Regions from separate parts of the Hordeum vulgare genome. Here region 2 is linked to region 1. Evidence: chromatin contacts called from public Hi-C data. All regions are on one chromosome and are shown on one strand. Each heading gives the region's core, a stretch centred on a gene start, on an enhancer-like site or on the middle of the called end of the contact. The rest is flanking DNA. Distances are from core to core; before and after follow the strand shown.

What was found. A called contact is a pair of places that touch in the nucleus more often than the background predicts.
Region 2: a Hi-C map of seedling shows a contact between it and region 1, with 2.7 times the contacts expected there. The contact joins the promoter of LOC123451936 here to the promoter of LOC123397957 in region 1. A contact is called at or near these places in 3 of 6 Hi-C or Micro-C datasets (leaf and seedling).

Annotation. Positions count from the first base shown.
Region 1 is chr5H:513,496,987-513,499,932 of MorexV3_pseudomolecules_assembly, forward strand. It overlaps LOC123397957 (carboxyl-terminal-processing peptidase 2, chloroplastic), which reads right to left and starts at 1,327. Exons shown (of 12, transcript XM_045092466.1): 1 at 1,244-1,327; 2 at 985-1,137; 3 at 577-659; 4 at 279-487; 5 at 86-154. The coding sequence starts at 1,298.
Region 2 is chr5H:513,744,137-513,747,086 of MorexV3_pseudomolecules_assembly, forward strand. LOC123451936 (protein PHOX1-like) reads left to right here and starts at 1,412. Exons shown (of 3, transcript XR_006632535.1): 1 at 1,412-2,950.

The sequences.
Region 1 (2,946 bases), core at 77-2,576:
AGCAACAGCCACTCTTTAGTCTTCAGTAAAAGAACTGAGTAATTCTTCTGAAGGAACTAGAAAAGAATGGTGTGCAGGAGTTTACTTCAAAACAACATGTCTGGTATCAGCTCCACTGAGAATAGTCAAATCTATTGAGCTTCCTTCGGGACCCCTAGCAAGAATTGGCGCAAGATTGTTAGCCACTAAATATTAGGTATGCAACATTCAAGTATAGACAAGCATCTTCCACTAACACTGCATTTGACAGTAATTTATTTGTAATAGCCAGGTCTTACTGTAAGCGATCTGCTGCGTCATATATGTCCATGTCTTGCGCGCTTGTATCGTCAATTGCCAAAATAACGTCTCCAGACACGATGCCCGCCTTTTCTGCAGGACCCCCTGGGGCAGCTGACATTACAGAGAGCCCTGCAGGCGATCCATTAATTGCCAACGGGTAGCCAATCGACAAACCTACACCCGTGAGAGCACCTTGCGTGCCAGACTTACTTCAGGAAAGGCAATGGCATGCATCAGAAAGCAGATCATACTATTTTAAGTGGGCAGTAACCAGAGTTTGTGTGAGCATCATACCCGCAAACTCTTGAATTTCTCGGGTTCCAATAACCGAGTGAACGGATCATCCAAGGTTGCAAGCATCTTCTTTATCGCAGCATCTGAAATACAGTCCGGGGTAAGCAAATTCAACCACACAGCATAAAAACGCAGCATCTCTCATATGTGTACAAACCAATGGTCTCTTTAAGCGGTTCACTGTGTTTATGTTTACAAACGAAATTCAGTTTCAACAACCGAGAGGTAGCATAAAATAGGTGCTTCTGATCGAATCATCGAATTTTGTTCTACTTTGTAGAAATGTGAAGTGACATGTGAAGACTTGCATAAGTGCAGGCCGGATAAATAAACTTGTTTTATTTTCGCTAGGGAGGCAGTGTTCTAAGTGGATAGCAAGAAGGGTTTGCACAGTTATTAGGGCCATACATGTCTCCTGCCGCGTGTTCATGGGGTCGTCGCGGAGGGCGCGCTCGCGGTACCTGAACCAGCTCTGCCCGTTGAAGGACTTGTCGTAGTAGGCGCGGTCGACCGCGCGCCACGCCTCCAGGAACAGCAGGTTCTCCTCCGTGAGCGCGGACGCTGCTCGGGGCCAAAACCATGGGAGAGGGAAAAGGAAAACGCGAGTCAGCTACGAGTAGAATCGAAGCGCGGGACAGTCTGAAGTCTGAAGCGCTGGGTTAATTACATGGGGGCGGCGCCCTGCAGTAGGCGGGCGCGGAGAGGGACACGGCGAGCGCCATCCCCACGACCGCGCGGCGGCCGAGTCCGGCAGCAGCGGCGTCCGTCGCCGCCGGGCTGGCCCGCGCCACCGTGGAGCCCCGTAGGACCCGGTCGACCTGTCTGGATCGGAGACCGAGGGAGGAGGAGACGTGCCGGGGGGAGGCCGGGCGGGACGGGGCCGCGTGCGGGCGGCGCACCGGGAGGAGCATGGGGGCGCCGGCACGGCTCCGGTGGGAGGGGCGCGCGAGAGGTGGAGGAGGTGAGCTCGAGGAGAGGCGAGGAGAGGAGAGGGACAGTGTGTGTGTGTGGAGGAGAAGAACGCGGCAGCTTCAGGAGGATGCAGCCGAGCACGCACAGGGCCGCCCTTTGGGCAGTGGCCCAGAGATAACGACGGAGCCCAGATGTCTTTGGGCTGTGGCCCAAAGACATAGGGCGACTCTATGTCTGGCTTTAAGCAACCACGCGAAATCAATATACTTTTGAAAGATCACTTCCATCTTTCTATGTTGCGACAAGTGCAACACTGCATGTGTGTCATTTGTTGTAATCTGAAGTTTCTTTTTCATAGATCCGTACTTTTAAAAAGTTTTATTTTCTAAACCGGACGTCCAAATTTCGAACAGAATCGTAGAACACAAAACACTCGGCTACCTTGAAGTTCTAGCAAAATCGTAGAGCACAAAGCATTGAAAAATGAACAAGAATTATCAAAGAATTGATTCCGATGTTAATAGGATTATACTCTGATGCGTCCTTCATCTTTGAAACCCGAGCAAACTAGTGCAGGCGTGATCCTTAACTAGAGATCACGCGGGCCACGTAGCACTGTCTGTCTGTCTGTCGATGCCGGAGTGTTTGGTGATTATGTGTTGACTGCAGACGTGCCTCCCCAGCTGAAAACGAGCCTCTACTGTGATTGTCAGGGCCGTCCCTGAGGGGGGGGGGGGGCAGGGGGGCGGCCGCCCCGGGCCCCCAGAAATTAGGGGCCCCCTGCGAGGTATGAACGTAACACACGGTGCATGCCACTAGGACGCCGATAGACACTTTTGATCTCGATGCAGTGTTGCATATGCGTGGATAGCCCATGAGCGTATGTCGTCCTGTTTTCCTATCTTCCTCCAACCGCGTGAATAACGGCAACTAGGCCTACAATATACCTTAATGACCCAAGTAATTTTGTCATCAGGATCGTTGGGCCTGGCCCAAGTAGTAGAGGCTACCTCGTTGCAGCAGCGCCGATTCGATCAACATAACCAACACATCCATAGGACACATGACCTAGCATGCGCCGCCTTTTCGCCTTGAGTCCAGCTCGTCGATAGATGAACTAGGGACGCAGCCACAGCCCGACGACACACCGACGCCGCGTGTTATCTATGGATGCGACTGTTTGCCGACTGGTCAACTCTTCTATGGTAAGTATCACTAACTGTTTGTTTTATGATTTTTTTATGGGGGTGTTCTGTTTTATGATAATGGTGTTCTTTGCTGTTGATCCTAAATAGATCAATAACGAAGAGTAATGTTCTGAATCCTGATCCTGACGACTATCTTTTAGATGGGCTGTGCAGTGCCAATATAGATGGGTAATTAACTTTTGGTTTACTAATTGCACAACTAGGGAACAAACTAAGGAACTATAACTTTGTGCTAACGCTGTTCATTTTT
Region 2 (2,950 bases), core at 162-2,661, 250 kb after region 1:
ACCACTCTTTTACATTACCTCGATGCACCATAATTCCATCCTACTTGTTTAGACCGATCCCACCACATATCCCCAACCCGCTCGAGGTAGCAAAGTCAAAGAGATACATAGAGGATGTTTATTTTAAATTGTCGTTTTTATGTGGAGGGAGGGGGCGCCTATATGTATGCCCCATTGTTTTTTAGTGTAAGTCAATTTTGCCAAGAGGCCGAGGCACCCTTCTTCCTTCTCCAGCCTAATACTTCTTCCTTCTTTATGAAGAACTAGCTCATTTTGTACAAACCAACTACGACTATGTGTTTTATTCCAAAAAAAACTTTGATCATGTGTCCGACAACCAAAATCGATGCTCACAAGTGGACCTAATCCCCCTTTTACATCATATTTGCGTCCTATCCAGTGGTGAAGCTTTAACCATTTCTTTGGACGGGGCAAAGCAACCGACTTAAGAAAATACCATTGTAATTTCGCTTTTGGGGCCCAGATTTAGCACCAGACTCTAACTGAATTCCTATTGAGCTAGGCGGGCCATGGCCAAGTTTGGCCCAACCATAGCTCCCCCCTTGGTGTCATCGATGCATACCGATATCACCACACACCCTCAACCCGCTCAAGGTGGTAGTACCCAACATCCACCAAGGTGCATTCGTTGATGCCGCAACTACGACGACGAGTAGCTCACGATGATGGTGTCACAAATAAGCCAACAAAGACGAAGGGACCGATAGAGGATATTTGTTTTATATTATCTTTTCTTCCGTGTGACACCTATATGTTCTTTTAGTGTGAGTCTATTTTGCCTCCTGGCCCGGTACCATTTTGTTCTCCTCCAGCCTAATCTTCTTCCTCCTTCCTCCTTCCGCCAACTCTCCTCCCATCCTATCCTCGCCGCCCCGAGCGGGCAATAAACAGGAAAAATAAAAACATGCGCCCGCAACCCTGTAACCCTAAACTTGTTTTGTGCGGAACTCAAATTTACGCACAGATTGTGAAATTAGAGAACATGTTTTTTTTAACACAAAAACATGTGCGGGGCTCGGCTTTTCATATGAGCTGAGAGCGCATACGGCCAGACGGACAATTCTTCGACAATTTTTTTTTTTTTTTTTTGAGAAACGACAACCTTTTTTTTTTTTTTCTTACTTACAAGAGGGGAGCTTAGGCGGAATGGGACAAGGACGCGGCACATACGGCCCAGCGCGACTAGGCTGTCCGTCCGGCACGAGATAGCGAGCACGGTCCCTCCCAGGCCGCCCGTCGGTCGGCCCACCGCCCCGCCGGCCATCGACAGCGACGTCGACGGAGGCTAGCAGCGCAAAGCCGCAAGCAAACCCTAATCTAATCCCCCTCCTCCTGACCCGACCCCCGGGGGAGGGACGGCGGCGCACGCGCGTTAGCTTAGCTACTAACTAATTTGGGCAAGTAATTACCGCCGCCTACCCACCGCACCGCACTGGCTCCTTTCCTTTCTCGCTGGCGGCCTCCCCGCTGTCGCCGCCACCACACGCTCCCTCCGTGACCGCGCGCACGCAACCCCACCGGACCAAACCCACCGGACCAAGCCAACCCCATTCCCCAGAACTCGGCCAAAAATCTCGTCTTTTTTGATTGAGGAGCCGGAAGAAGAAGAAGGGGGAAGAAGAATATTGTTCCCTCCGGGCGAAGAAAGAGGACGACGCGGCGGCGGGCGGCGAGCCGTTGTTCCTTTATTTGTCTCCACGCATCCCCTCCCCTCCCCTCCCCTCCACCCACAAATATTCCGCCCTCCCGCACCTGCTCCGTTCTTTTCTTCCACCCCGTGCGCTGCGTTCCTTTCCTCTGCCTCGGTCGACCCTGCTTTGACTTCAACTTGAAGCTGCCGTCTGCCCTCCTGCCTTCCTTCCTTTCTTCCTGGGATCGGGCAAGAAGAATTCCTCTGCCTTCTCCCGTCCGTCCACCGGATTTGGGTCCCGTCCCGTCGGAGGGTTCGAGGCGGCGCGGCGCGGCGGAGGATTTCGTCTGTTCCCGGCGGCGGATTCGGATTTGCGGGGTTCCGGATGGGGAAGCCGTCGCTGAAAAAGAAGCGGGCCTCCTCCGGCGCCGGCAAGGGCGGCGGGGGCGACCACCACGGGGGAAGCAAGCCGGGGGCGCTGGAGCGGTCGGGCTCCAAGGTGCTCGACGGGGACGAGACCATCTTCGCGGAGATGGCGCAGGAACTGCGGGAGGAGGGGAACAAGCTCTTCCAGCGCCGGGACTACGAGCGCGCCCTCCTCAACTACGAGAAGGCCGTCAGGCTGCTCCCGGCCTCCGCCGCCCTCGACGCCGCCTACCTCCACAGCAACCTCGCCGCCTGCTACATGCAGATGAGCCCCCCCGACCACTACCGCGCCATCAACGAGTGCAACCTCGCCCTCGACGCCGCGCCCAAATACTCCAAGGCGCTCCTCAAGCGGGCCCGCTGCTTCGAGGCGCTCGGCCGCCTCGACCTCGCCGCCCGGGACGTCGACAGGGTGCTGGCTGCCGAGCCCGGGAACCTCACCGCGCTCGACGTCGCCGACAGGGTCAGGCGGACCATGGAGGAGAAGGGGTTTGTGGTGGACGGGGAGGCCGTCATGCCCACGCCCGAGGAGGTGGTCGCCGCAGCGCCCAAGCAGCAGCAGAAGCCCAGGAAGAAGAAGGGCCGGAAGGCGTCTGCCAAGGCCGCGGCTGCCGCCGTGGAGGAGCAGGGGGAGGAGAAGGCGGCCGAGCCTGTCAAGGAGGCCGAGGAGCCGCCCAGGCAGGTCAAGCTCGTGTTTGGCGAGGACATCCGGTGGGCTCAGGTGCCGGCCAGCTGCGGCATGGCGCAGCTGCGCGAGGCTGTCCGCGGCAAGTTCCCGGGACTCAAGGCTGTTCTTGTCAAGTACAAGGACAGGGAGGGCGACCTTGTCACCATCACCAACCAGGACGAGCTCAAATGGGCCGAGGACTTGAC